4 separate regions of the Mus musculus genome follow, and all the other regions are linked to region 1. Evidence: chromatin contacts called from public HiChIP or PLAC-seq and promoter capture Hi-C data. All regions are on one chromosome and are shown on one strand. The core of a region is the stretch at or near the end of the contact, and the rest is flanking DNA. Distances in the headings are between cores, read along the strand shown. Region 1 holds the start of Ifi30 (interferon gamma inducible protein 30). Region 2 holds the start of Pbx4 (pre B cell leukemia homeobox 4). Region 3 holds the start of Abhd8 (abhydrolase domain containing 8). Region 4 overlaps Unc13a (unc-13 homolog A).

Evidence for each region. Promoter capture Hi-C pulls out the DNA fragments that hold promoters and counts their contacts. HiChIP or PLAC-seq counts read pairs in DNA pulled down with a chosen protein or histone mark. Capture Hi-C pulls out chosen DNA fragments and counts their contacts.
Region 2: a promoter capture Hi-C map of liver shows a contact between it and region 1, with 2.9 times the contacts expected there. The contact joins the promoter of Pbx4 here to the promoter of Ifi30 in region 1. A contact is called at or near these places in 1 of 39 promoter capture datasets (liver) and 1 of 115 datasets of contacts at active chromatin or transcription factors (pancreatic cancer cells).
Region 3: a promoter capture Hi-C map of liver shows a contact between it and region 1. The contact joins the promoter of Abhd8 here to the promoter of Ifi30 in region 1. A contact is called at or near these places in 7 of 39 promoter capture datasets (the 3T3-L1 cell line, cranial neural crest, hippocampal neurons and 3 more), 1 of 15 datasets of contacts at CTCF or cohesin (embryonic stem cells), 8 of 484 Hi-C or Micro-C datasets (LSK cells, cerebellar granule neurons, embryonic stem cells and 4 more), 14 of 115 datasets of contacts at active chromatin or transcription factors (the NIH/3T3 cell line, Th17 cells, astrocytes and 9 more) and 1 of 9 other capture datasets (liver).
Region 4: an H3K27ac HiChIP or PLAC-seq map of microglia shows a contact between it and region 1, with 6 times the contacts expected there. The contact joins the enhancer-like site here to the promoter of Ifi30 in region 1. A contact is called at or near these places in 3 of 39 promoter capture datasets (cranial neural crest, hippocampal neurons and liver) and 8 of 115 datasets of contacts at active chromatin or transcription factors (astrocytes, bone marrow-derived macrophages, embryonic stem cells and 3 more).

Annotation. Positions count from the first base shown.
Region 1 is chr8:70,762,186-70,769,032 of GRCm38.p6, forward strand. Ifi30 (interferon gamma inducible protein 30) reads right to left here and starts at 4,478. Exons shown (of 8, transcript NM_023065.3): 1 at 4,324-4,478; 2 at 2,735-2,917; 3 at 2,580-2,609; 4 at 2,534-2,578; 5 at 2,362-2,454; 6 at 1,542-1,694; 7 at 943-996; 8 at 588-855. The coding sequence starts at 4,446. The coding sequence ends at 790. It overlaps 6330537M06Rik (a long non-coding RNA gene), which reads left to right. Exons shown (of 2, transcript XR_003947402.1): 2 at 3,740-5,390. Pik3r2 (phosphoinositide-3-kinase regulatory subunit 2) reads right to left here. Exons shown (of 16, transcript NM_008841.3): 16 at 5,991-6,712. The coding sequence ends at 6,505.
Region 2 is chr8:69,831,058-69,837,852 of GRCm38.p6, forward strand. It overlaps Pbx4 (pre B cell leukemia homeobox 4), which reads left to right and starts at 1,567. Exons shown (of 8, transcript NM_001024954.2): 1 at 1,567-1,794. The coding sequence starts at 1,652. It overlaps Lpar2 (lysophosphatidic acid receptor 2), which reads left to right. Exons shown (of 3, transcript NM_020028.3): 3 at 1-45.
Region 3 is chr8:71,459,414-71,466,503 of GRCm38.p6, forward strand. It overlaps Abhd8 (abhydrolase domain containing 8), which reads right to left and starts at 4,244. Exons shown (of 5, transcript NM_022419.3): 1 at 4,053-4,244; 2 at 1,833-2,559. The coding sequence starts at 4,062. Mrpl34 (mitochondrial ribosomal protein L34) reads left to right here and starts at 5,513. Exons shown (of 2, transcript NM_053162.2): 1 at 5,513-5,654; 2 at 5,837-6,340. The coding sequence starts at 5,590. The coding sequence ends at 6,050.
Region 4 is chr8:71,630,399-71,636,953 of GRCm38.p6, forward strand. Unc13a (unc-13 homolog A) reads right to left here. Exons shown (of 44, transcript NM_001029873.2): 38 at 6,140-6,169; 39 at 4,772-4,828; 40 at 4,491-4,571; 41 at 4,119-4,266; 42 at 556-648; 43 at 118-277. It overlaps Gm39195 (a long non-coding RNA gene), which reads left to right. Exons shown (of 2, transcript XR_870506.3): 2 at 344-864. It overlaps Mir6769b (microRNA 6769b), which reads right to left and starts at 708; the gene lies at 649-708. Within about 2 kb of position 3,768, at least 71 of the 459 cell types and tissues checked have an H3K27ac peak or open chromatin away from gene starts, as enhancers often do. A contact at or near this core is called in bone marrow-derived macrophages and microglia, where this site is marked.

The DNA.
Region 1 (6,847 bases), core at 3,228-5,727:
TTAGCTGAGGTGAAAAGATTCCCCCGACCCAGAATGTGGGTGGCACCATCCTATGTGCTAGAGTTCTGGACAAATTAAAAAGTTGCAAGTGTCTGAGCAGTGGTTGCCCACACCTTTAGTCTCATCTTTCAGGAGGCAGAGGCAAGTGGATCTCTGTGAGTTTGAGGGACTTGGGGACAGAACAAGTTCCAGAACAGCCAGGGCTACATTCTGTCTCCACCCAACCCCTCCCACCAATAGGATGAAGTGGGTGGAGCATCAGCATTTGCCTGCTTGCCTCCTGACTGCATACAGTGTGACTTCAAGCTCCTGTCTGGACTTACACAAACACACAGACACAGACACACATAGGAGATGGGCTATAGACTCTCACAAGGTGAGCCAGCATACACCCTTCCTTCCTTAAGTAGCTTTTGTGTTTTGTTATACAATGAAAAAAGTAATTCCCAGAGACTGGCATTTTTTTGGCTTTTCAGATGGGATGAACTCTAGGGTCTGGGGCATTGAGAGCTGAGCAGGTGCAGTACCCTGGGTTACAGCTCCACATTAAAGACAAAAACACAAACTCCAACTCTAGGAAAAAGGAATCACAGGAGTATAGATGATTTATTCTATGAATTTAAATTTAGCACCATTTGAAAATAAGGCAAGATCCTTGTCTCTGAGAAGTCTGGAGTCTGGGCTTTGTGGGACATGTGCAAGGTTTTCATAGCGAGGCAGCAGCTCTTGCAGGTTGGCAATTTGAAGAAGCTGGGCAGTTTTTCCTGGGACGAGTTTGAGGTTATGCCTTTACTTATAGCAGACCTTCCTGGGGGAGTCGGCAATGGAGGAGCAGATGTCTGGCTTCTCCGTTCCCTGGAGGGGGATGAAAGGCTAGGAATGGGGGACCTCTGGGGAGACTCAACCCCCCTAGATGAACCCCATGATTCATGCCCAGCTTACCTGGTACAGCTGACAGACTATGCTCAGGAGCTCGCTGGGGTCCTTCAAAGGTTTCTGCATATCACAGGAGACATGGGTAAGCACAGCTGGGTAAGAGGAATGAGCCTGGGAGCTGACGTAGGGGGATCACTGATAGTTCCAGAACACTCTCACTTGTACTGACCTAGGCAGGGCGGCTGATCTGTCACTCTGCTTTGGGATCTTTCAGACAAAGACTCTTGTGTATGAGGCCAGAGCTCAAAATGGAGGATCTTTGTTGTCTTTTGTTATTTTGGCTTTGGTGTCTTTTTTCTAATTAAAATCTTATTTTTAGATTTGTTTATCTTATTCATGTGTAGGGATGTTTTGCCCCCAAGTATGTGTGTACACAATGTTTATGTAGTACCCATGGCGGCCACAAGAGGGCGGTAGATCCCTGGAGCTGGTGCTGGGACTCAAACCCAGGTCATCTGCAAAGAGGGCCAGCTTTCTTAACCACCGAGCCTGGAGTCACTGCTGTAGCAACACTCAGTGCTGGGGAATACACCACCATGCTTTTTACATGACTCTGGGGCTTTGAACTCAGACTGTGCTGCCCTGGCTGGCTAGAGAGTTCTTACCTCATTGACCAGCACCCAGGGCACATACTCGTGGGGTGGGTGTAGGGCATCTGTGAGCTGGGCATTCTCATGCATGAGCTGTGTGCCCCGTTTTCCTGTGGCGCACTCCATGATACTCTCTGGTGACACCTCAGGAGCATACACCTGCAGGCACTGTGAGAAGAGGGGGACACATTGTTCAGTCATTTCGCCATCAGCCCCCAAGTGGCCCCAGACAGACCTCTCCCCTCTCACTGTCCGTCTGGGTGGAGGTTCCTTGAAGCTGAGTCTTTGGGTGCTCTTGCCTCCCAGTAACACCGGATTTGCAGCCTCTGCCCCCTGGTATCTCATTATCTCAGGGCCTCCTTACATGCCGATCCCTCTGCTGGCAACACCCTACTGTTCCTTGGTGTCTCCTTGGTGCTCAGGCTCCTTGACTCTCCAGTCCTACCAAAGGAGTCGGGCTGGGAGTGTCCCGCAGGCTCCAGGAGGCTGGGAGGCCTGACGTTTGTTTGATAAGCCACAGTAGTGATTGGAGAGCTGTGAACCTTTGGACGTTATTTCCCACAATGCTCTGGGAAGCAGGCTCGGCCTGGCTTATCTCCTGTCACCTGTGTCTTGTGTCTACAAATAGTGAAGATCCCAGGCTTTGCTCATAGACCTAAAGGTTTTCCTGTATAGAAACTACGTGAGGGAAAGTCACGCCAAGGGCTAGGGGTGTGACTTGGGGAGGAGCCCTGCCTAGAACCCCCCTAGTGAGGGCCTGGGGCGTGGCTCAGGAATGGATCCCCTGCCTAGATATTGGAGCCAGGGCGGCACAACCTCCCACCCAACAACTCACCGGTCCCAGTTTCTTCTCCATATCATCCATCTCCTCCATACAGACGATGGTTAGGAACGCTGCCTCCTTTTCCAGCTTATCCAGCAGACAGGCCTGGAGAGGCAGGCAAGTGTTGTCCAGAGAAAGTGGCCAATCCCGCCTCCCTTCACCGCAGGTCCGCACTCCAGCTTACCTCCACCATGTTCAGTCTACACTCCAGCTCCCCGTGCTGGCACGTGGAACTCCCACGTACCGCTGACATTTCTCTCCTGCAAGATAGCAATGGATCTTGGTGAGCTCAGGTGACTAGGTGTTCCTGGTGAGCTCAGGTGACCAGGTGTTCCTGTCCCTTGGCATCCCTCCTGCTTCAGTTTCTTTGCCCCGCCCCCAGTACCTGTGCATTCCCGTAGGGCACCAGGGTGATGTTCATGATTTCCATCACCATCAGCCAGGTTGGGAACAAATCCCGGACGAGGAAGTAGCGACAAGCTCCACACAGGGACTCATAATACAGGCTGACTCTGACAGGTGGTGAAGGGGGCAATGGGCGTGGCCCCAAGAGGCACACATCGTGGGCCTGAAAGGAAGAGAGGTGTCTGGTGAGGTATGGCCCCGGTCACCCCTGAAGAGGGCAGCCCTATGCCAAGACCCTTATAGTTCGTTCAGCCTTGTGGCACTGGGGACTAAAGGTTTCTTTGCACGTGTTGGGGGAGCAGTCTCCCAGTGAGCCACATCCCGGGCCCTCTGAGGGTTTTTTTGGGGGGGGGGTTTAGAGACAGGGTTTCTCTGTGTAGCCCTGGCTGTCCTGGTACTCACTTTGTAGACCAGGCTAGCCTCGAACTCAGAAATCTGCCTGCCTCTGCCTCCCAATTGCTGGGACTAAAGGCGTGCGCCACCACCGCCAGGCTTTTTTTTCCCCCTCTGAGGTTTTCGAGACTCTAGATCCTGTTCCGCAATCACAGTTTATCTACAAAACGGAACCTGACAGGCTCTCAAACAGTAGGTGCTCAGCGAATGCACAATCTTTAACTATATTCAGGAAGTGCTAAGACAACACTAGCACCCGGGAGGCAGAGGAAGAGTTCCAGGCCAGCCTGCTGTACATAGTGAGTTCCAGGACAGTCAGCCCTACACTGAGACTCTGTCCCCTCCATTAACAAAACAGAAAACCAAACCAAATCAAAATAAAGTAAAATAAAGTAAAAGAAAAAAAAAAGATATGCATATTTCTAGTTGCTGCTCTCTCGCTCAGCTTTGTCTGTTCAGAGATGCACACTCTGAAGCCAAATACATGCTCTCTCGCTTGATCTCTCTCCGTCCCTCCTCCCTCCCCACCTCTGTAATTTTGCGCATCACAGCGATGCCTTTCACCCACGAAGACTCTATTCTTCCTCTCCAGGGACCCAGGGAAACTTCACCCAGTCTGATGCCCGACTAGACACAGAAGGTGCCTGATGCGTGCAGAGACTTCCGGTCCCCGGGGAGGGCGGGCCGAGTCTGAGCAAGGATCTAGGCGTGCGGGGCATGTGTTTGCTCCAGGTCAGAAGCACGCTAGCCCCCTCTCTTCTTCGGCTGGAACGCACACCGTAAGCGACAAGAATTGTGTGAGGGTGGAGACCAGACAGTGATTCAACAGGTCTGGAGCAGAACACCCCCCCTCACACACATACACACACCCCGTGCGCGTGCCCATCCCTCAGCTCTTCACTCAGACATATCCGGTAGGTGGTTGATAAATGCTCAGGCAAGGCGGGCAGGGGATAGCTGCATTTTTCAGACCTGAGATGGGGAAGAGAAAGGACGTGGACACGGTACTCAGAGTTCAGGGACTGGATTAGGGGTGGCGGCCCTGGGCGTGACAGCTTTCCCTGAAGACATTGGAGTTCCCCAAAACGAGTTCACGGAATAAGTGCAGAGAAGTCCCTAAGCTGACAGACTGGCGGGCATCTGACCCTGGGCCCCTTCCTGCGTTGCGGTCCCTACCTTGCAGGTGGTTGTGCCTTCGGAGGATGCTTGCGAAAGGGACGCAGTGGCTGCTCTGGGAACCTCGAGTGGGAACAGCAGAAGCAGAAGGGACAAAAATGGTAGGATCGGAGACCAGGACATGGCTGCGGAGGAAAAAGCTGGCAGGACTGCTTGGTCAGGCCAGGAAGGCGGGAGACTTTAAGCAAGTGGAGGCCCCACCCACTAAGTCCACGCCCCATCCAGGCTCCTTCTAACCCTGGGACTCCTTTCCTGAAGGCTCCGCCCCAGCCAGGTGCTGGTCCCAAATCACGAGGCCACAAGACTCTGTCCAGCCTCCAGTCCTCCGCGGCTAGCATGTCTGGTCACGTGAAGTTTTTGGATCAGGCATGGGAAGGGGGACTCCAGACAGTGACGACCAGACCGAGGGACAGGAGGCTCATGTTCTTCCCCAGAGCCCAGCGGAGGTGGGGGAGTGACACATTCTCATCACTAATTCTTACTGCCATGACTCCAGGTCACAGCAAGCCAGCCCCGCCCGCCCGGCACATCCCCCCACCTCCGCTGATTCAGGCCACAGCAAAGAAGCTAGCTTAGGCAGGGCAACTTCCCATCTCTGGTTCTGGGCCCTGGCTTGGGTTGAGGACATAGCTGAGGTACTTGCTTCCAGCAACTGAGTGTGAGACTGGAGATGTGCCTGGACTCCAGACACTGTCCTTTTCCATCAGCTGCGGTTTCCCAGTCTGTGAAATGGGGTGCTAGTGACACATGACTGTGGATAGAGTCGCCAGGAAAGGATCATGCTGTGAGAGCCTCTGCACCAAGTCAGTTTGAGAATTGAACCCTGGGTCCCTGGAGCAGTGACAGGCCACAGAACAGCAGCACCAGCAGGAAAAGTTCCAGCTCCAAGCGTGAGAAAACCGGGTTTTCTGTGTAGGAGACAGCAAGCTAGAGGGGATGGCGATTTGGGATGGCTACATGCTGAGTTCTGTTCTAACCAAGTCTTGATTCCAACCCTCACCCCTCTGCAAGCTGGGCAGAGACCACCCCTGAGGCCACGAGTACGGATAACATTTGTTTTCTCTTTTGTTGATTTGTCTCCCCAGCTAATAAGCTTGTGATTGTGCCTCAGCTTCCCAGGCTCTGGGGTCACAAGGTGCTGTTTGTCTTAGGTCACTTGCAGGATGCAGCATGGACCAAGGCCAACTGAACCCATAGGGTAGTGGGTCAGGGACGGGTTCTGTCCGTTACTGTCCTAGCTGAGCCTAAACGCGCTGGAGGGGGAATGGGAGCACTTGGCAAAGTACTCATGGGCTTAAGTCTTGATGTGTTCCTACCCTAGTGCAGGACTTTTGCTAATGAGCACAGATCCTGGGGTCTGGTCAGCAAGTGTGCAGAGGGCCAGAGCTTGGTCTCCCCTCACAAATCAGGGAGACTAGGGACAGGCGACACCCGCCTGGGTGGCTGGGAGGTTGTTGCCTTTCTTCCTGATGAGGAAGTTAAGGACGACATGGGCGTCACAGCTTGTGTCTGTCCGAGCACCCTGGAGCTGGGGCAGCAGAAGAGGGGCTGTTCTTGGGTTTAGGGTCCCTGGCAGGCCAGGACATGGGTATGGGGCATGGCCACTGGCAGGACAAAGTCTGTCGTTCGCAACAGGGTTTAGGAATTCCAGTCCCCAAAGACACTCAGCCAACAGGTACAATGTTTCATATTCGTATCAATAAATGTACCGTACAAAACCTGCTGCCCATCCGCCCTGGGCAGGTATGGGGTCCAGGGAGCAGGGACACACCCAGGGCCCTTGTCCCAAAGGGGAGGCGATTGCACAGTCTGGAGAACAGCGCAGGGCCTGGGCGAGGGCCAGAGTTTGTATTTTGCCCGCCAGAGTGGGGAAGATTCTCGGCAGCTGCGGGGTAACCCCCTGTGACTGGTTTCACTTCGACCTTAAGAGGGGAAGTTGGGGTCCGCGGGGCGGGTCCCGCCCGGCCCCGAGTGTCCAGGCCTGAGTTCCTGGAAACCACCTAGCGCGGTTCCTTTCTAACCCCGGGGATATGGCTTGAAGAACTCAGGGCGCCCAGGCCAGTGGCCCCACAGCCTCTGTAAACATGGCAGGCGCAGCGGGAGGGATGGCCTCCTGCGCGTGTTCACCAGGGGAGGGGATCTGGAGACAGACATGGACAGGGAGGCAGGCGAGGTGGGCGCTCAGCGTGCTGCAGACGGTGGGCCAGGCCCGGGGGCACGCACAGGGTGTGCGAGGGTGACGGTAAGTGCGTCATTGTGCTGCACGAGTGATGCGTGCTGGTAGTGCAGCACCAGCTCCTTCAGGGACCCGTACAGGTTATAGGGCTCTGCGAAGCCGAAGCCGGTGGCTGTGCGGTAGATGACACAGTGCTTCGTGTCGCCGTCCACCCTGCGTGGCCAAAAGAGCTGCTCAGAGAAGAAGCCATGCCTGCCTCTCCCCCTCTTCACTGCCAAGCTCAACAGAGCCTAGCACACAATGGAAATGGGTGCTCAATGCACACAATGGATTCGCAACACAAATGAC
Region 2 (6,795 bases), core at 317-2,816, 930 kb before region 1:
CATTGGGGAGGAACCTCAATAAAGTCCCTGGTTCACAAAACTGGACTTGAGTGAAGTTGTTTCTTTGGTCAGGTTAACTTCTTATCCCAGAGCAGTTCCCCAGAAAAAGTCAAATATTGCAGACATTGATGCTCTTGAGGTCAGAAGAATTCTTTTTTTTTTTTTTTTTTAGATTTATTTATTATTATATGTAAGTACACTGTAGCTGTCTTCAGACACACCAGAAGAGGGAGTCAGATCATGTTACAGATGGTTGTGAGCCACCATGTGGTTGCTGGGATTTGAACTCTGGACCTTCAGAAGAGCAGTCGGGTGCTCTTACCCACTGAGCCATCTCACCAGCCCAGAAGAATTCTGAGGAGTCATAGAGTGGAGGACCCTGAGGGCTGCTGGGAGAACCCCAGGGCGGGGGGTGGGAGGGACTGTGAAAAGGACCAGAAATTTTGCGGAGCCTGGGACTCAGGTGTGAGAGGCCTTGAGGAAGAGGCAGGACTGGGGAGTGGGAATTCTGAGGAGCTGTGGGGAGCTATGAGGAGGAAGACCCACAGTTCTGAGGAAGTAGCCAGGGCAGTGAGGAGAGGGGAAGGCACTCTCAGTTACCAGTGAATTTGATATCAGTTTGAACTATATGAGGCACTGACTCAAGACGCTGAAAATTTAGGGTACAGATATAGTTAGGTTGGTAGGGTTTTGTCTGGTATGCTTGCTGCCCTGAATTCCATCCTCTTCACCACACAAACAGGGCCCTGTGGCACACAGCACTCATCCCAGCACTTAGGAGTTAGAGGTAGAAGAAAGTTCGAGATCATGCTCCAATCATAGCAAACTCGGGCAACCTTCATTACATAACAAACTTGAGGACAGCATGGGCAATAAGAGACTCTGTCTCAAGTTATTTTTGAAACAAGGTCTCTCTGTATAGCCCTGGCTGTCTGGAAACTATGTAGCCTAGGCTAGCCTAGAGCTCACAGAGATCCATCTCCCTGGTGTTGGGATTAAAGGCATGTGTCGCCTTGCCCACCCACAAATTTTTGAAATTTTTGAAAAATATGAAGATGGGGAGCAAACAGTGAGGATGCAAGCCTCTGAGGAAGTAAACTCAGATGTGAATGACTGTAAAGAACCCGGGCCCTGTGAAGAAGTGATAACCTAAACAGATCCAGGACTAAAGAGAAGGCAGAGGCACTGGAGTAAGCAAGGGACGAGGGCCTATGATGGGGAAGGTAGCCATAAAGTGCACCAGACTTAAGCAAATGCAGGCGGTAGTCGTTACCATGGCAACCCCAACCATGGGGTTCCTTTCTTACTGGCAGTTGAGAAAGGAAGTTTCTAGCTAGTCGCTGAGGAGGGGGAACAGTGCATGGTGCTGATTGGTGACGGCGCCCACAGGGGGCGTGTCCTGAGGGGTGGGAGGATCAGAAGAGAATTCCTGTTTCCTAGACAACCCTCAACCCTCAGCAGCCGTTGAGAAGCTGTTTGGGGCGCATCGCGAAGGAGAGGGTGATGCACGGCGAAGATAGATGAAAAGGGCGTTTTATTGGCTAGTGGACTTGAAGGAGGCGTGGTCCCTGGGTCTGCGGCGGTTGGCTGCTGCGCAAGCGCGAGAGCCCGGCGGGACCTGTCCCTCTGCGCTCGCTCGGGACTGTAGCCCATGGCCGCCCCTCTGCGTCCCGTGCCGCCACAGCCCGCCCCGCGCCGCCTGCCGACCACAGCTCCACTAGGCCATGACACGAGCGACGTCCTGCAGCAGATCATGGCCATCACCGACCAGAGCCTGGACGAGGCTCAGGCCAGGTGCGGCTCCCGGGCAGGAAGGGAAGGGGCGGAGGCGGGATGAGGATGGGACAGGTGCAGCTGAGCTTGGAGTGATGGACAGGCGGAGTGATCTTGGGCCAGAGGGAATGAAGGATACAAGAATTTGTCCTGGACTAAAGGGTGACTTCGTGAGGAAAGAGGGTATCAGAGTTATGGAGGTAAAAGCCCGGCCCTGGGAACAGGAGACATTGGAAGGGTTAAGTGATCTATTATTGGCGGACGCGTAGGGTTGGGGTAGGGCAAAGACCGCAAGTTTGCAAGTCACACAGTGGAAGAGAAGCTACTGAAGAGCCTGTACTAGAATGATCTGATACAGGATCCGTTGAGAACTTTCAGGAACGGATATGGGGAGCTGGGTGGACATAGAGGGCACCCGTCTTTTTATAGTTTTTATTTTCTCTTTGTGTGTATGTGTGTGTGCTCCCGACATGTGAGTAGAGATCTCCAGTTCTTTGGGAGTGTAGCGAGTACACTAAACCACTAAGCTCTCTCTCCAGTGTACCCACCCCCAACCTGGCAGGAGCTTTTATCACCAGGCTTGCTTCAAACTCATCATTTTTTTTAAAGAGTCAGTTATTTTATGTATATGAGTACACTGTAGCTGTCTTCAGACACACCAGAAGAGGGCATCAGATCCCATTACAGATGACTGTGAGCCACCAAGTGGTTGCTGGGAATTGAACTCAGGATCTCTGGAAGAGCAGTCAGTGCTCTTAACCACTGAGCCCTCTCTCCATCCCTCAAACTTATTAAAAGATAACCTTGGAAGGATCTTTGAGTTCGAGGCCAGCCTAGTCTGCAAAGCGAGTTCCAGGACAGCCAGGGCTACACAGAGAAACCCTGGCTAGAACCATCCAGAGACTCAAACAAACAAACAAACAAACAAAAGATAACCTTGAACTCCTGATCATGCAGTCTTTACCTTCAGAGTGCTGGGGTGAGAGTCATCCGCCACCCACTAACCACATCCCAAGGATTCCTTTTCTTTATATTTATTTGTCTGTTTGTTTGGGAGAGGACCTCATGTTTCCCAGGCTAGCCTGAAACTCTCCATACAACACATACAGTCCAGGATGATCTCCTGCCTCAGCCTCCCTGAGTGCATGTACCAGCACACCCAGCTCGTGTGATGCTCAGGCTGAACACAGGGCTTTGTGCATGCTAGGCCAGCACTCAGGGACCCATTTTAAAGCATTTCTTTCATATATGTGTGTGATGATGTGGCTTTGTGTGTATGTGCACGTGTGCATGCTGGTCCACATCGCGCATGTGTGTATTGAGGTAAGAGGTCACTATCAGCGGTCTTCCTCGATCATGCTCTGGCTTTTGCATTTACATTTATTTATGGACTGAAGCATGTATATGAAGTCTCAGAAGCCCTGAGAAAGTCAGTTCTTCCCTTCCACTCTGGTTCATGAGGTCAAGTTGGGATTTGGGTTATTTCCCTGCCTTGGGTTCCATAGACTTGGAGTGGCTGCAGAATTGCTGCTCCAGAGATGTAGAAGGGGAAGAAGCCAGGAGTCCGTTCTTGCACAGGTCCCCAAAGGCTACCTCAGGAGCTGTTGTTTGGTGCCCACACCCTGCCTCCATTGTTGTGGGTTTTTTCAAGACAGGGTCTCTCTGTGTAGCCCTGGCTGTCCTGGAACTCCTGAAACCAGGCTGGCCTCGAACTCAGAAATCTACCTGCCTCTCTCTGTCTCCCAATTACTAGGATTAAAGGCATGCGCCACCACTGCCCGGCCTTACCTTGCCCTGCTTAATTATTGTATTTTAAAGACAGGATTCCACTGAGCGCAGAAATGACAGATTAGCTGAAGTGAGTTCCTGGCATCCTTCTGTCTCTACCTGACCTTCTCCCGCCCCCAGCATGGGCTTTAGAGATGCTATTACAGCATGTCAAGCTTTATCATAGCGATAGACTCAAGGGAACTCAAGGCAGCCACTTCCTGACTGACTGAGCCGTCCCTCCAGTCTCTGAACAGACCCTCTTTTTTTTTTTTTTTTCTTTTTCCTGGACAGGGTTTCACTGTATAGACCAGGCTGCCCTCAAAATCAGAGATCCTCCTGCTCTGCCTCCTGAGTTCTGGGATTAAAGGCACACACTACCACATCTGACTTGAGAACCCATTTTTATTACTTTTAACAGAAGCTTTTAAAGATCATTTTATTTTCCATGTATGAGAATCTTACCTACATGTGTTGATGTCTACCATACACAGTCCTGGTGCCCAAGAGGGTCAGAGGTTATCAGATTCCTTAGAACTCAAGTTACAAATGGTTGAGTGCTAGAAATTGAACCTAGGTCTTCAGCAAGAATAGCCAATTTTTTTTGTTTGTTTGTTTGTTTGTTTTTCAAGACAGGGTTTCTCTGTATGGCCCTGGCTGTTCTGGAACTCACTCTGTAGACCAGGCTGGCCTTGAACTCAGAAATCTGCCTGCCTCTGCCTCCCAAGTGCTGGGATTAAAGGTGTGTGCCACCCCTACCTGATAGCCAATGTTCTTAACCGCTGACCATCTTGCTAGTCCCATCTTGCTAGTCCCAAGTTTAAAATGAACTTGCTTAATACCTGTTGGCACTTACTATGTGCAAGGCACTGTACTTGGGTACTGACATTGTCCTTGCTTCCAGCACTGTTAGCTTGGGGATTTGGGACAGAGAAAGGAAGTAGAAATATACAATTGTGGCGAAGCTATAAGGAAAGGGTTAGCATGCTGTGGAAAGCCAGGTGGGAGAGTGACAGACCTTCCAGAGGTCCCAGGAGCCAGGGAAAAAGATGTTCCCAGGAAAGAAAGAAGTCCTGGAGTTTTATAAAGATTTATTTTTAAACCCGTGAGTATTTTGCCCACATGAATGTATGTATATCAGGTATGTGCCTGGTCTCCATAGAAGTCAGAAGAAGGCATCTGAGCCCCTGGAACTGCAATTGCAGACAGTGGTGAGCTGCTGTGTGGATGCTGGGAATGGAACCGGAATCTGCAAGAGCAGCCCCGGCTCTTCACGGCCTAGTCATCTCCCCAGCCACCATTCCAGTTTCCATAGAGAAAAACAACAAACAAAGCAGTTTTCAGACCACCAGTCTCCTGTCCCCAAGTCCAGTGTCAGCTAGTCAGAGTTGCTGAAATGCACATTATAAGGCAGCTTACCGTGTAGCTCACACCTACTGGAATGATTAGAAAATAGAAAAAAGTGCTGAGTTCCTTCTGGAGGAAGAGGCTTTATTGAAAGGGTCTGTTTTGAGGTGAGAGGGGTTCCTTAGGGTCTGATAGTGTGTACTCTGTAGCCCTACAGTGAGATTAGTATACTAAGGGAAGCTATAAAAGAATTGTGGGGTTGGGAGTACAGCTTAGCTGAGGAGAGTCTGTGCCTCCAGTGCACGTGCAAGGAGCCCTGGGCTTGGTCACCAGCAGTGTAGACCTCTTGTGGCAGTGCACACCTTTGTTACATATTGAGGCCAATCTGAGATTCCTGAGACCCTGCCTACAAACAAGCCAACAACCCATTCCCACTTGTGCTGTACCAGGACCTTGTGCTCCTGCTGGGCAAATGCAAACTTCCCTTGTTCAGCAGGGAATGATGACTCTGGTGTTATAGTCTCTCTCTAGAGAGTTAGTAGTACTTCCTTGCCTCCAGCTCTTTCCATCCCGATTTCAAAACTGTATCTGTTATTAGGATGTGTGTGTACGTGTGTGTGTACGCGCACACATGCTGTGGTGTGCATGTGATGATCAGAGGACAGCACTGAAGAGCCTGTTGTCACCTTCTGCAGCAGCTTCTGAGGAGTGAACTCAAGTCATCAGGCTTGCAGGAGCAATTGCTTTTACCCCAGCCCCAGCCAGTATTCCACACAGCAGCCCCGGGTTTTCCTACATCTCTACATTATATGCTCAACACATATATTGTATGTCTCCTCTCACAGCCCTACCTTCCTCTTTCCTGTTCTCTGAGCACCAGTCAGGTGCTGGACAGTCAGTGGTGACTCCGGTGCTCCAAAGAGGAAACTGAAGCCAGGGCAGGAACATCTTTCCTGGGGGTGCCCTTTGGTTAATCTCTAAGAGGGCCTTTGTTGTTCGTCGACTTCTCATAGTGACTGGTATTAGGCACTTGGTAAAATGCCAATGAAGAGAGTCTAAAACAACCTGTGGGTAGAACACCAGATTATCTACATGATGACCCATAACAGTAGAAACATTGCAGTTATGAAATAGCAACGAAAATCATTTAATGGTGGGGGTCACCAACTCTACTAAAGGGTCGAGCATTAGGAAAGTAGAGAACCACTAGGCTGGAAGAGTAGGCTCTGAGGAGAGAAAAGATGGACCCCAAGGATGGGCACTACTAAAGGAACACTTGGGTGTGTCCTGGGGAACTAGCTGTGACCTGTTCTGGAAAGAGCTGCTGAGAGCTGTGCTCTGCCCGGGTGTGGGCCTCAGGCATCTGTGACCCAGCACAACCCCAGATTTGAGATTCTGGTGGCCCGAGGTGGCCAGTGTTCACAAAGGAATTCAGTCACTCCTGTCTACTTGACAGTTTTCAAAGAGTGCTTATTTTAAGGCTAAGAAGTTAATTTTTATTTCTTTTTTATTGTGTGTGAGTATGCATGCTTGTGGCACGTGGACAGCACACATATGGAGGTCAGAGTACAGTTTACAGGAGTCAGCTGTCTCCTCCCACCACGTGGGTCCTAGGGATCAAACTCAGGTCATCAGGCTTGGTGGCGAGGGCCTCTACCCACTGAGCCACTCTCGCCACACACACACCCCCCCCACCTCTTTGGGGTTGTTTTTTGAAGATTTATTTATTTTTATTCTATGTGTATGTGTGTTTCATCTGCATGTATATATGTATGTATGTATTTATGAGTGTATACCGAACACATGCATGACACCTGCAGAGTTAGAAGAGGACATTGGATTCCTTGCGACTAGAATTACACATGGTTGTAAGCCACTATGTGAGCATTAGGAACCAACCCTGGGTCC
Region 3 (7,090 bases), core at 2,994-5,493, 700 kb after region 1:
GACTTCATGGAAATCCTCCTGCCCCAGTTCCCGGAGCACTGGATTTACAGGCATGTCCAACCCCATGTGGCTTTTATTTTTGTTTTTGTTAAGACACCAAGTCTCAGTGCTCTGCTGTCCAAGCTGACCTTGAAATTCCAGGGTCAGGGGCTTGCCCTGCTCACCTACATCACCTGGTTAATAGCTTGAAGGCTCCAAATAGAAGGGGTGGAAGAGGAATGGGCCTGACCATTAGACCACACCCCCCACACACACACATTACACACACATACATCCACACACACACACATACACACACACAGAGTATGTAATGTTGTCCCACAGTAACCCATAGGTTGGCTGATTATTACATGTTTGTAAAAAATAAACATTTTTTCAGACAGGCTGTGTTATATAGCCCAGGACAAGCTTGAGAGCATAGCAATGAATGCCCCTGCCTCACTCTCTGAAGTGCTGAAATTACAGGCATGACCTACCATCACCAGCTTTTAAAATTTACTTTTTAGGCTGGGCATGGCAGCCCACACCTTTTATCCCATCACTCAGGAAGCAGAGGCAGGTGGATCGCTGTGAGTTCTAGGTCACCATGTGAGTTCCAGGACAGCCAGGGCTATGTAGACAGACCTGTCTTAAAAGTAAAAACAACCTGCCTGATCTACAGAGTGAGCTCCAGGTCAGCCAGGGCTACACAGAGAAACCCTGTCTCGAAAAACAAAACATAATCCCAGTACTTGGGAGGCAGAGGCAGGCGGATTTCTGAGTTCAAGGCCAGCCTGGTCTACAAAGTGAGTTCCAGGACAGCCAGGGCTACACAGAGAAACCCTGTCTTGAAAAACCGAAAAAAAAAAAAAGTAAAAACAAAAACAAAATTAATTTTAAATGTTTAAGGATAGAAAATATTCTGTTTATTGACTTTTTTTTTGAGATGCAAGGGATTGAAGCCAGGCCTTGTGCATACCAGGTACACATCTCTACCCCCGAGAGATTTCCCAGCTTCGGTGTTGAGGGATGTGGGTCCTCATGTATGTTAAACTTGTCTGGGAGCTGTGTAGCTGAGAGTGACCATTACATCTGATTCTGTCTCTGCCTCCCAAGGGTGGGGCGGTAGATGAGGGCTGCCATGCCTGGCTTTCAATGCTGTTTATTGATTTTTGAGACAAAGTCTCATCCTATAGCTCTGACTGGTCTTAAATTCATAGCAATCCTCCTGCCTTGGTCTTGGAAGTTCTGGGGTATCATGCCCATACCCTGTAGTTTGTTTTTTGGTTGTTGCTGTAGTTGTTGTAGTTGTTGTTGTTTTTAACATAGGTTTTTGCTATAAGTGTAGCCCTGGTTTGGAAACGACTTCATAGCCGGGGCCCGCCTTACATTTTGAGCTATCTTCCAATGTCAGCCTCCTAAGTATGGTGATGACACACTTGCTACCACAGGTGACCAGATACTAATGACTAGGTCAGAGCTCTAGTGTCAAGCTACTCCCAGCCCCTCACTGAAGGATTCTAGGCAGGGCTCCACACTGAGCCACGCCTCCTGTCCTTCACTAAAGGATTCTAGGCAAGGTTTCACCCTGACTATGCCTCCAGCTCCCTCAGTGGGGCTTTGAGCCACACGCCCAGCCCAATCTCATTTTCCAAGTAAAGAAGTTGTTGCGTGGGGTAGCATAGAAGGCTTTTATTCTAGTCTTTGGGATGTAAATGCAGGAGGACCAGGTGTTCAAGTTCAGCCTCAGCTACATAATGATTTTTGAGGCTAGCCTGGGGTACACAAAGCCCTGTCTCAACCTAGCTCCAGGGGGAAGGGAATGGTTTGTGAGCATCCCACTCGGATCTTACCCGTAAGAATGGCCGATGAGCACATTGCGCTTCTTGGCATAGCGTGTGAAGATGGCCCTCATATCCTCTGCCAATGCGTAAAAGGTGTAGGCAGCTGCCACCTGCGGCGCAGAGCTGGCTCCATGGCCCGCCAGGTCAGGTGCCACCACCTCATAGCCGAGTCGCACAAAGAAGTCTAGCTGCTCCTTCCAGATGGCGAGTGAGCCACCGACTCCGTGAATGAAGAACAGCACCACATCAGCCTGCGCACCCTTGCAGCTGGTGATGCGCTGCTCACAGTCGATGTGGATGGTCCTCTTCGGACGCCGTGGGCGGCGCCGTCGCCCGCTGCCTGGGTTGGCCCGGGTGTCTCCTCCTGCGGGCTCAGCCAGCTCAACCTCGAGTGCAGCAGGCGGGTCCCCGGAGCCACTGCGGCCTTGCAGGTCGGCACGAGGCGCTCGGCCCAGGTTCTCCACCACCAGCCTCCCGTTGCGGTACACTGTGATACGGCGCTGGCAGCGCACAAGGCCCGTCTTGACCCCTGGATCATCTTCAGGAGGTGGTGGTGGCGGCGTGGGGATGGGCGCGGGCCCCGCATGCTTTACCCGCAGCACCCGGCCTGGCTTGACCTCCACGAATGTGTAGCCGTCACTGGACTCGACACTCTCCAGTGGCCGCACGGCGTTAGGGGGAGTCCCCAGCAGGCAGCAGAAAAAGCCATCTGTCACCCCAGTCAGCATGGTGTGTTCTGGAGAGAGGAACAGTGGCTAGCTCAGTGTTGGTGGCTCTGGTCTTGCATCGGGTAAGCAGGACCTGGAAGCCCCTTCCAGGTTTCCCCAGACACCCCAATGCCAGACAAGTTCTCAGGGTGTCCCTTAGTACAATACTGAAGAGAGCATGGGGGAGGGGGGCTTCCAGAAGGAGAAAACATTAAAGCAAGAGCCCATTGCAAGGAGACCCTTGCCCCACCAGCTGGAGTTTATCATTTATTCACAAATCCGTATCTTTATGTACAAATTCATCCACACACTGATTTATGCAAGCATGGATGCAAGCTGGTTTGCATGCTTACTTTTGAGAAAGAAACTCATGTAGCCCAGGCTGGCTTGGAAATCCTCATGCTGCCCAGACTGACCTTGCTCTGCCTTCCACCTCCGGAGTTGTAGCAGGTTGAGCATACAGGTGTTCCTAAGACCAAAGGGAACCTCGAACTCCCACAGTCCTCCTGCCTCTACCTTCCCAAGTGTTGGGGTGACAGATGTGCATCAACATGATGCCATTGGTTTGTTTTTGAAACAAGGTCTCATTCTGTCGTCCTGGGCTGTACACTGGTCTCAAACTCCTTGCAATCCTCCTGCCTCCACCTCTGCCAGTACTAGAATGACTAGTGTGAACCCCGATCACTGCCAACCTTTTACACGGGGTTTCATTCTGTAGTCCATGCTGGCCTCAACCTTGTGCCCAAGCTCCTGGGTGGTGAGATGACAGCCCATAAAGCCTGGCTCTTATTCTAAAATGTCAAAGTTCTTAGCTCAGGCCTCTAGTGTTAATCTGACTAGTGACGAATGAGGCGGGGGAAGGATGTTGGCCACTAGAACTCGGGTTGTATCCGGCTCCAGGTTCAGAAGAGAGCTAGAGCTGACTTGCACAGTATCGAGAACTGATGGAGGTTGCTGCCCTCAGCATCCTGTGTTCAAAGGGTACACAACCCTAGTGGCAGCCAGGAAGATAAAGGCAGAACCTGACTGGGGGCTCTGGGCCTCCATCCGGTTCCCTTGGCCACCCCCCCCGGTGTCCATGACAACCACAGGCGGTTACATAACTCCAGGGGATACCGGAGCAGCACACCCCCATTGTCTGAGGCATAGGGATGGGGCCAGCTTCGTTTTTCCATCACGGCCTGGGCGCCGCTGGAGTGATGGTCATTAAATACCCCGCTCGTGATAGCCCCGGATGCACTTGAGGGGAAAGCAGGCCTTGCTCCTCATTTCTAAGGCTGTGGAACCCCGACTGTGGCGGCTTCTCTAAAGCGCAGCGCCAGTCCTGTTTCCCAGCCCGACCCGCTTTTCCCTGGAGTTCGTCACCCCCGCGGTGGGGTCAAGGCTACCGGGGTTCCGCAGCATCCTAGCAGTACGAATGCGGAGCTTGGCGGTTATCCACCCCCGGCAGCGACACCCCCCACCCCTCAGTGGAGGCCTGGCAGCCTGGTGACTCCTCTCTCGGGGAACAGAGCCAGCTCACCTGAGGTCATCGAGGGGCCCGGGGCCCGAGGCAGGACGCAGGGGTCCCGGGCGGAGAAGCCAGCGTCCACCTGCAGGTGCCGCTTACATGGTGGTGCGGGGTTGGCCGCATTAGCGCGGACAGGCGCGGGCCCGGACGGTCAACGCAGGGGCATCCCGCAGCCGCGTAGCAAACCGGCCCTGTAAGTCCCACCCAGCGTGGGCGGGGCCTGGAGCAGATGGGCAGGCATCTCGGCCTATGGCAGCGGCGAGCCGTCTGGCCTAGATAACCGTCCAACCAGAGGCTTCTCTTCCCAGGATCAGCGCGCGGTCTGCAAGCAGCAGCCCCACCCCTGTGAAGAGTTTGGGGGGAATGAGGGAGGGATGGGCTAGAGCCTGGACCGAGAAGGGCTTGCAGTCGAGGGACAGCGAGTAGCTTGGGGGTGTGGTGGATGTGCTCTGTCTGGGACAGGGTCTCCTCAGCCAGCTTCTGCCTCCCGCAAGGCGGTATGCCCTCTGTCTCTTGACCTTCTCGTTCTGCACACTTCCAAATCTCTACACTTTCAGGTCGGGAAACAGACAAAACATCAAGGCAGGCATTTGAACCAGAGGCTGTGTCAGAAGTGTCAGAGCTGCTGCAGAACTAGCGAATGGGAATTGCATCCTAGTGATGGGGTCTCTGCTACACCAAGACTGAGCCCCAGGCTAACCTTCCCACCCTGGCGCGCTGTTCGCTCATGGGCTCAAGGTGCAGCCCAAACACTTGTCGCCATCCCTTCTACACACCTTCTACATACAATAAGTACTCAACACATCGCCTCAATTATTTGTAGGCACAACTAGCCATTTTACCATTTAGTTCATGGTAAGGACCATGAACTTCAGAAATGCTGGTGTGTACGGCTTCCTGTGGCTGCTGGCACGGCTGTCTGGACATCTTCTTTAAACAGTGGAGAGCTATGGAAGGTGTGTGAACAGGAGTCCAGATCTGAGCTGCGGGAAGAAAATTCCCCCAGGCCAGCCTGAAGGATTAAACTAACCAGAGCAAATTCACAACGCACGAGTTTTCGAGATTATGAAGAGCTGGAACTCAAGGACATCCGGGCCGCGCGCCAAGAGAAGTCTTGGCTGCGGGCGCCAAGAAGCTGCCAGCCCGCTGCGTGCCAGCTGCCCGTCTTCAATGAGGGCGGGTGAAAAGGCCAGCAGCCAGTTCTCCAGACTGCTGCCAGAGTCGTCACCACCACTCTGGGGCGCCCTCTACCAGTGGCCGAGGCGAAGAACTACAACTCCCAGAAGGCCAGGGGGACAGAATGTCATACGCACACGCAGGAGTTTACATTCGTTCGCCCTCTCCTGGTCATTTTGGAGAACTACATGCCACTGAGGACAGACATCCCCCAACCCCCACCCCACTATCGTCACCTGCAGGTGTGGAACTACAGCTCCCGGAAGGCCCCGCGGCAACAAGAACTACATTTCCCAGAAGGCATTGTCAAGGAGCCCAGAGTGTAGGAACTGGCATTGACCCGGACGACCGGACCATTGACCCGCCGCTGGATATGGCTTTCCTAGCCCGGTGCTTTGGGTGCCAGGCCTGCAGATCGGTGGCCCTATTGAGTGGCAGGTGAGTGTTCAGAGATACCCTGCTCCAGAATGGAAACAAGGGTGGTCTCTATAGACTACCATGCGTACTTATGTAGCGCCTTTTGTAAACAAGCTCTTTTGTTGCCCTGCCCATTACAAAGGCGGCTCAGAAAGTCATACAGCGTACATTCTCTGAGATTCACGGTTCCTCTGGTCCCACAGGTATCTCCAGTCCAGAGTCTGGATGGGGCTCCCGGACTCCTGGCCTCTCCTCTCCCTGCAGCAGGCTCGCGGCCGCGCGCGCGGAAACGAGTATCAGCCGAGCAACATCAAGCGCAAGCACAAGCACGGCTGGGTCCGTCGGCTGAGCACGCCTGCCGGCGTGCAGGTCATCCTCCGTCGCATGCTGAAGGGCCGCAAGTCCCTGAGCCACTGAGGAGCGCAACGTCGCAGGGAATAGACTCAGACGCCGGTAGAGTTGCCCGAGGGCGAGAAGTTGGGGCAAGCTGAAAGTGGGGGTCTGTCCCTTCGTAGGTTTTTAGACGCATCCCCCGTCGACGGCTGCTTACCAACCACCAGCACCTGCGATACCTCATCCATTTCTGTGAATATATTTGAAGGCATCTTTGCAAGACGGGGTCATTAAAACACAGACACCACCCCTACGTTTCCAGCCATTCCAAAGTATTACCGACTTAATAAATATTCACGTTTCTTGAACCACTACGTATGTATTAACTTACAGTTCTGGAAGACTGGTCGGGGTTAGGGATCTTGGGGCTTCTGCTTGACCCCAGGACTCCAACAGGGCTTTTAGTTCATAGGTTCTGTGTCCCCATACAGGAAAGTATTCTCTCTCAGTTCCTGTGGCCTCTATGTTTCTATTTCAGATCTGACCCCCATGTGCTCCAACACCCCAGCTCTAAATCCACGTGACCCATCAGACAACGGGTCCCTTCATGACAAGGCAGGGGCTGCTGACATAACTCAGCAGGTAAAGGCGTTTGCTAAATAATGCTTCAGGACCTAAGTTCAATCCCAGGAATGCACACCATAAAAGGAGAGGACAGTCAGTTACTAACTACAGACGAGACATCGGGCCAAATCGGAAGCCAGCACCACTCTTAAATCACCCAGTGTGGCATTGTTTTAGATTGATGTATTTATATGTTGTATATGCCATTTACTTGTGGCTTAGTTTGGTTTCTACCAAAAACAGCTGGTAGAGGAAACAATTTATTCTGTCTCAGTTAACAGTCCATCTCTGAAGATGGTCAGGCAGGACCTGAAGGCAGGAGCTGATGCAGAGGCCTTGGAAGGGTGCCACTTGTGCTCAGCCTGCTCCTCATGGCTTACTCAGCCTGCTTTCTTATAGAATTTAGCACCACCATCCCAGGCATGGCACTACCCACAATGGGCTGAGCCCTCCCCAATAATCTCTGATTAATAAAATGCATAGCCATGTGCCGGGTGTGG
Region 4 (6,555 bases), core at 2,518-5,017, 870 kb after region 1:
GACGGTGACCCGAAAGTCCCCCTTTGCACCTTGGCAATGGCTGTGCCCACCACCCCTGGGCACCAGTGGCACCCACTGGTCCCGAGGTTCATCTGAGGGTGTCCCCACCCGACTCACAACTGGAAGCTCTCGTTATACTTGGGCGCCCAGCTGTTGTTTTTGGATTTGGTGGCGAACTTGCGTTTCTTGTCGCTAAGCTGAGGTCCAACGATGTTGACCTCGATGAACGGGCGGAAGATGCCAGAAGTCTGCCACTTGAGGTCATTGGCGGCCACCACTGTTGGGGTAGAGGGGAAGTCTAGTGATGTTCCTCGTGTGACAAAACCACTCTCTGGTTTTTCAGGTCAGAAAGAGACTCCAGCAAGCCTCTCTGACAGGAGACGGGGGAAGAGGGACTAAGGCTTGGGGTCCTGTTGGAATTCCCGGATGCAGCCAAGCCTGACAAGGATTTAGCTCAGGATTTTTCCATTTTCTAAACCACCAAAGAAATCAATTCCCTGCCCTTGACCTTCAGTGAGTCTGAACTTGGTTCCTTCCCTCATCGGGCCAACTCACCCTTCACTGTGACCTTCTGTTCCCCAGTTCCTGGATGTGTGAACAGCTCCACGTGGACGGACACTTCACCTACAGGGTCCTCCACACCAGAGCCTGGGTGGGACAGGGAAGATGCCTGATGTGAACTAGGCTCTTCCCCACCCACCAGGAGCACCCTCAGTCACCTCCCCCACCCTGTGCTGGCAGCCACAGGTCACCGAAGCACTGAGGGGAGGGATGGCAGGTGCCACTAGGAAGCCAAGAGTCCTAAGTTGTGGGGTTTCGCTGCTTTGATGTGTGACTTGAGGCAAAAATCTCTTTTTTTGTTTGTTTGTTTGTTTGTTTGTTTTTCGAGACAGGATTTCTCTGTATAGCCCTGGCTGTCCTGGAACTCACCCTGTAGACCAGGCTGGCCTCGAACTCAGAAATCCGCCTGCCTCTGCCTCCCGAGTGCTGGGATTAAAGGTGTGCGCCACCACGCCCGGTCCGAGGCAAAAATCTCTTAACCTCCCTGAGCCGAGTGCATCTGCCTCATTTTCTCCTGGGCTCTCTCTCCCGCCTCCTGAGCCTGCTTCAATGATTCTCTCTGGCTGTCAGTGCTGCCGACTCTTCCACAGCTTTTCTCCCTCTCGCCTCTGTCCACCCAATTCCCTGTCCTCACACTAGCCCGAGGTGGTGGGACCCAGAAAAGTCCTGACTATGTTGCCTTCAAAATGTATCTGGAATCTGCTCATGTCCTGCACAGACCTGGCCCAGCTCCCACCCTGACACCCTGGCTAGTAGCTTCCCAGGGTCGGCTCTCCTCCCTCTCGGCCACCAATACAACAGTAAAAACGGCCTGGCCTAGCCCATCCCTCCTCTGCTCAAGAGCCTCCCGTGGCTCCCATCTCAGGCTCCAAGGAAGCACTTGTGTCTTCTTGCAGGCTCCCTCCCAAGAGGCCCTTAGAGTCCAGTGCCCCACCCACAGGCTCCTTCCCAGCCTTCTGAAGCCTCCCAGAATGCCCTGCCCTCTGACATGACAGCTTCTGTCGCCCCTGTCCTGACTCCAGATCTACTGGCAAACTTCAGTTCCCACTGAGCAGCTCTTCAAAAGCTGTGGTGACTTAGAGAGCTACAACAGTCCACATAGGGCATTTCCTGCCCGGGAAGCAGATTGCCCTCTGCATGGTCATGTGATCCAGGCTGGGCTAATAGAAACTCAGTTCCTAATTTTTATTGTAATCTGGCCACAAAGGTCTCCAAGGATACCAATTGACCAATGGCATTGGAATCTGGATCCAGCCATTCCTGATGTCAACAAACCCCTAATATTAGTTTCCTAGTCAACTAATTTGTCTGTGTGGTAGCCATGTGCAGGGCTCCTCCCAATCACCATTAAGTGTCATGCTGGTTATGCTGGGGACTCATGAGGGGTCAGTTTAAAAACTACTGCTTTAACCATCCAGACCTGTGACTCAGATGCACATCCCAGGGCCTGTGAGGCTGTGGCCACCAGCACCTCATCAATACCCCCCACCCCACCCAGCCCCGCCCCGCCCCAGGCAGCTCTCCACTCCCAGGGCACCCCATGCACGGGCATGGCAAGGAAGAGAATGTGGAAGGCAAGATGATCATCAGAGGTCCATCCAGGTTACCTGTGCTGGACAGGAAGTGATGGGGATCAGGAAACAGGGCGGCCAGGAGACTCCTGCGCTCATGGCCCCAGCACTGTCCACCTCAGGTGGTCACCCATATCATCTCAGATACCTCCCCAGTCACATGCTCAGCCCCCTCCCCCCAGGCCAATGCTTCAGCAAGCTCAGTCCGGGCCAGAGGTGGGGTGCTGGGGAGTTAGACATGGTGGGTTGTGTAAAAGGTCAGATCAAGGCCCAGGCTAGTAAGAAGTGAGGAGGGGGCGGTGCCAGCCCCCACCCCAGGTTTGCTGGCTCCACCAGGAAGGGGCTGTCACACACTCCACCCTCCCACCATAACCAGAGTCTCTTGTAGGGGAAGGAGGCTGCCTTGACCCTCAACCACAGGAAACCTCAGGTGCCTGTGGGAAGACTGGACAGGATGCAAGTTCTTTTTGGATGGGGGCGGGTATTTGACTAAGATTGGTGGGAACATGTGATCCCCCTATCACTGCTTCCCAAGTACAGGGACCACAGGCCTGTGCCATCAGGCACACCTGGAAATGTCCATCTTGACTATCCCTGTTTTCCAGGGGACAGAACAGTCAGGGAGGAGGCTGGCTGCAGAATGGCTGACTTAGGATCTGAGCACACTTCATTGTTTAGTTTTCTTGTGCTTTTCTGGGAATGGAAGCCGCAGGCCCAGCCTGGGATGCGTGTGTCTTGGGAGAAAGGGATGGGGACTCCTTCCCTGGGTGGAGCCAGCAAGCCGCCCTTCCCCATGTGCGAGGACATGGCGCCCCCGTGCGGGAAGGCCGGGGTCTTACTAGCCGGGCAGGGGGAAGGGCGCAGGCACCGGGCACCGCGTGCGGGTGGCGGGCGGCGCAGGCACGTACCCATCTCAGGACAAACGTCTTCACTAAGGGTAAACCTAGTCCCTTTTCCACCATGGACTGACCAGGATGGACAGGGAGGGAGGAGGAGAGGAGGGAGGAGTGTACGTGGCGGGGGGGGGGGCGGGGGGGGGAGGCGCAGAAAGGGGGCAGCGAGTGACAGGAAGAACAAGAGAGCAAGAGAGAGAGCAAGAGAGAATGAGAGAGTGAGAGAGAGAGAGAAAGAGAGAGAGAGAAGGGGAGAGAGAAAGAAACGTCAGTGCAGACGGACGGACAGACAGACAGCCTCCCACTCCGGGAACACTAGGGACACCAAAAGCAACAAGAACAGGAGAGGAAACTGAGGCTTGGGCTCCACCCGCTGTGCGGGGTTGGGGGCCATGGATAACAACCTCCCTCGTTCCACCACAAGAACAAAGCCTGAGGTCACCAACCTCTGCCCAGATGGCACCTTTGGGGTAATTCTGAACGGGGGTCCCGAGAGAGAGAGAGAGAGAGAGAGAGAGAGATACTAGGACCTTGGACCCCTGCCCTGTGGCCTCAGCTGCTGCATGGAGAGAGCTCAGAGGGACGGGGACAGAAGCAACACAGACAGACAGAGGGATCGGGGAGACCTGAGGCCCAGCACCTCCCAGGTCCCCACAACTCCCAGGGCCAGATCCTTGAACCTCCTAGACCTGTCAATCATTCCACATCTTTGACTTAGCGCAGAGGCCCCGCCCCCAAGGAGGAAGCCACGCTTTGAATCCATGACATCAGATTTCACCTAGAGCTGTCAATTTTCTCTTATTCTAAGAGTACCATAGAAGTCCTGCCCCAGAGCGGACAACCAGGTCCCGCCCCTCAATGACAGTCACTCCGTTGCCCTGGAAGCTTTAAAATCCTGGCTTCTGGAGTCAGTGAGGTTCCCTCCAACGGCTGCCCATCACCCCTTGTTTCTTTGTCTTGAAAGAATCACCTTTGGTGCCTAGATGTCGGATGCCCCGCCCCCATGGAGTTCTGTCAGTCATTCAGGGGAGGAGCCTGCGGCTGGGCGGGGAGACTCTGGTTGGCTCGGGAAGAAAGCACCAGATTCCCTTACCCTGCGCTGACTGCGTCTGCACGAAGGTTTTGATGAGCAGGTCGGTGGCTTGCGTGTAGAGCGACAGGGCGTAGCGCAGGGACTGGAGGTCCGGGCTCTTCTCCAGGAAGGTCTTCTTGAGGCCAACGCCCCCCGCGTGGAAGTATTGCTGAGGGTGGACACAGTGAGGCTTCAGATGGCTCCCAGCACCTCTCACCCTCCCCATCTTCACCAGGCCACAGCTGCCCCAGGACCACTGTATTTACTGTATGCACAGATGGAAAGTTACTCCCTGCTCGCTACCCATATACTTTACTTTGTAAATTCCTATGCATTCCTCAAATCCCACTTTCTCATGCCCTCTCTTAAAACCCTCTGTAGCCCCTCCCTTACCTTGATGGTGTCCAGGGCCAGTTCAACAACAGCACACTGCTTCGGGGTCAAGCTCTTGGCTTCTTCCCGCACCATGTGATCCTGTGGGGATGGCAGGGAGAGGTTAGGTGGGCAAAGCTTTTACACTGTGAGCCTTTGCTTTCCATGCTGTGGATCAAGTGATCTGTATCCTTGATCCATTATACTCAAGGACATTTTAAGTGGGATTCAGGTCTGGGAGCAGGGATTTTTGCCTGTTGATCTGTTCCTAGTCTTTCTCCTGAGAGCTTCTGCCCCCTCACCTTAAGTTTGGACAGCTGGCCCAGCTCCTTGGCAGCATTGAAGATCATTTGTGTCCCCTGTGGAAAACAGCAGGTAGCTCGGGTGAGAGTGTGCGTTTTCTAAATAGTTCCCCATCCTGAGTGACCCAAACCCAACTGCCAACTTGGTTCCTGTCCAAAGGTTCAAGCAATGCTTGAGACCCATGGACAGCAGGATCAGGAGCTCCAGTGAGATCCAGGGGCACATGGCACCTTGTTGCAGGAGAAGCCCGGTTCTCTGGGAAGACTGCCCACCCTGTCATACCCACCATGACCTCACAACTGGAAGACATAAGAGAAACAGGCATGTGGCCGCCTGTCCATGTGTGGCGTGATGAGGGAGGACAGAGATGGGCTTGTTAGTGGCAATGGGTCCTGAGCCAGGCTGGGCATTCAGGGACCCACCTTGGGGGAATTTCCTTTCCCCTGGTCACCCCTGGGGGTGGTGTGGAGGACTCTTTGAGCATCAGGAAGACTCCTCACATACTGGCATCTGCATACACTTCCCCTCTCCCCAAGATGCCCACCAGATGCCAACTATGGCTATGCAGAGCCAGGCAGGTCTTGGTGAAAACTCCAGCCAGGCTATGCAGCCCTGGATAGGTGACTTAACCCCTCTGAAACTGCTACCCCTTTAGATGGTGGTCACAGCCACCCTATGGCCTTGAAAGAATGTGTAATTCCTTGATGTCTTGTTTGCTGTCTTGGTCTCATCACAGGTAATGCCTGGCAGAATGGGTCCCATCCTCAGATTCTCCACTGAACTGCAAGACCTCAGGCCTAGTCTTTTCTGGGCCTGGTATCTCCATGCTAATTAGTAACTTGTGGGAGGGAAGCTGGCTCCACCAGCTAGGATGGCCCAGGGCTATGGTTGGCCTGTTTAGCAGAGGATGTTTGGAAACACCACCTGGCTTTGAGACTTCAGGCTGTCACTCTGTGCTATTCTGTCCTGCTGGGGATGGAAACCAGGCCCTCACACACACATCAGGACAAAAGTCACAGTCTGGCCCCGTGAGTGCTCAGTGAGCGGCTTCTGCTGCACTACAGCCCTGTAGTCTTAGGGTTCCCTGAGGCTGTGAGCTGGAGTTACCAGAGCCTACCTGTCTGAGCCTCAGTTTCCCTTGTTGCACCCACCTGTGCTCCAGTGCAAAGCAGGGGGCCCTCCTGAGCACCCTCCACGCCTCCCACTGCCCTTCCCTACCCACCAACAAACAAGTCAGACAGACAGAGGAAGAAGAAATAACAGACAGGGCCACAGGATGCCCCCGACGGCACGGACCACAGAGAGGAAGGGCAGGGAGGAAGAGGGATGGGGTGGGAGCCAGACAGACAGTGAGAGGCCAGGCTTACGTCTGAGTGGCTTGGCAGTTTCACCCTGCCCTGTGGAGAGAACCAGGCGGAGGTCAGAGTTCTGATGCGTGTTGGGAGGATACTCAGTGGGACTTCCCTGCCCCTTGGAATCATAGGGTGAGCTCCCCCCAGTCATTGAAGTGGATACTAGTGCCTCCCATCTGAGGCATCTACCTTTGTCTCTGAATGTAGACTTCTTGACCACTGCACATATTGGGGACTCCTAGAAGGCTATAACCCCGACTACAGGAGAAGGCAAGGAGAGGGAGGGCTCGAGGTCTCTGTACCCCCCACATGCCCCAAGCCAGTGTTGGGGAGGCCTGAAATGCCCTGATTAGTCCTGCAAGCTCCAAGTGCCTTCACACACACACACACACACACACACACACACACTCACACACACACATAAACACATA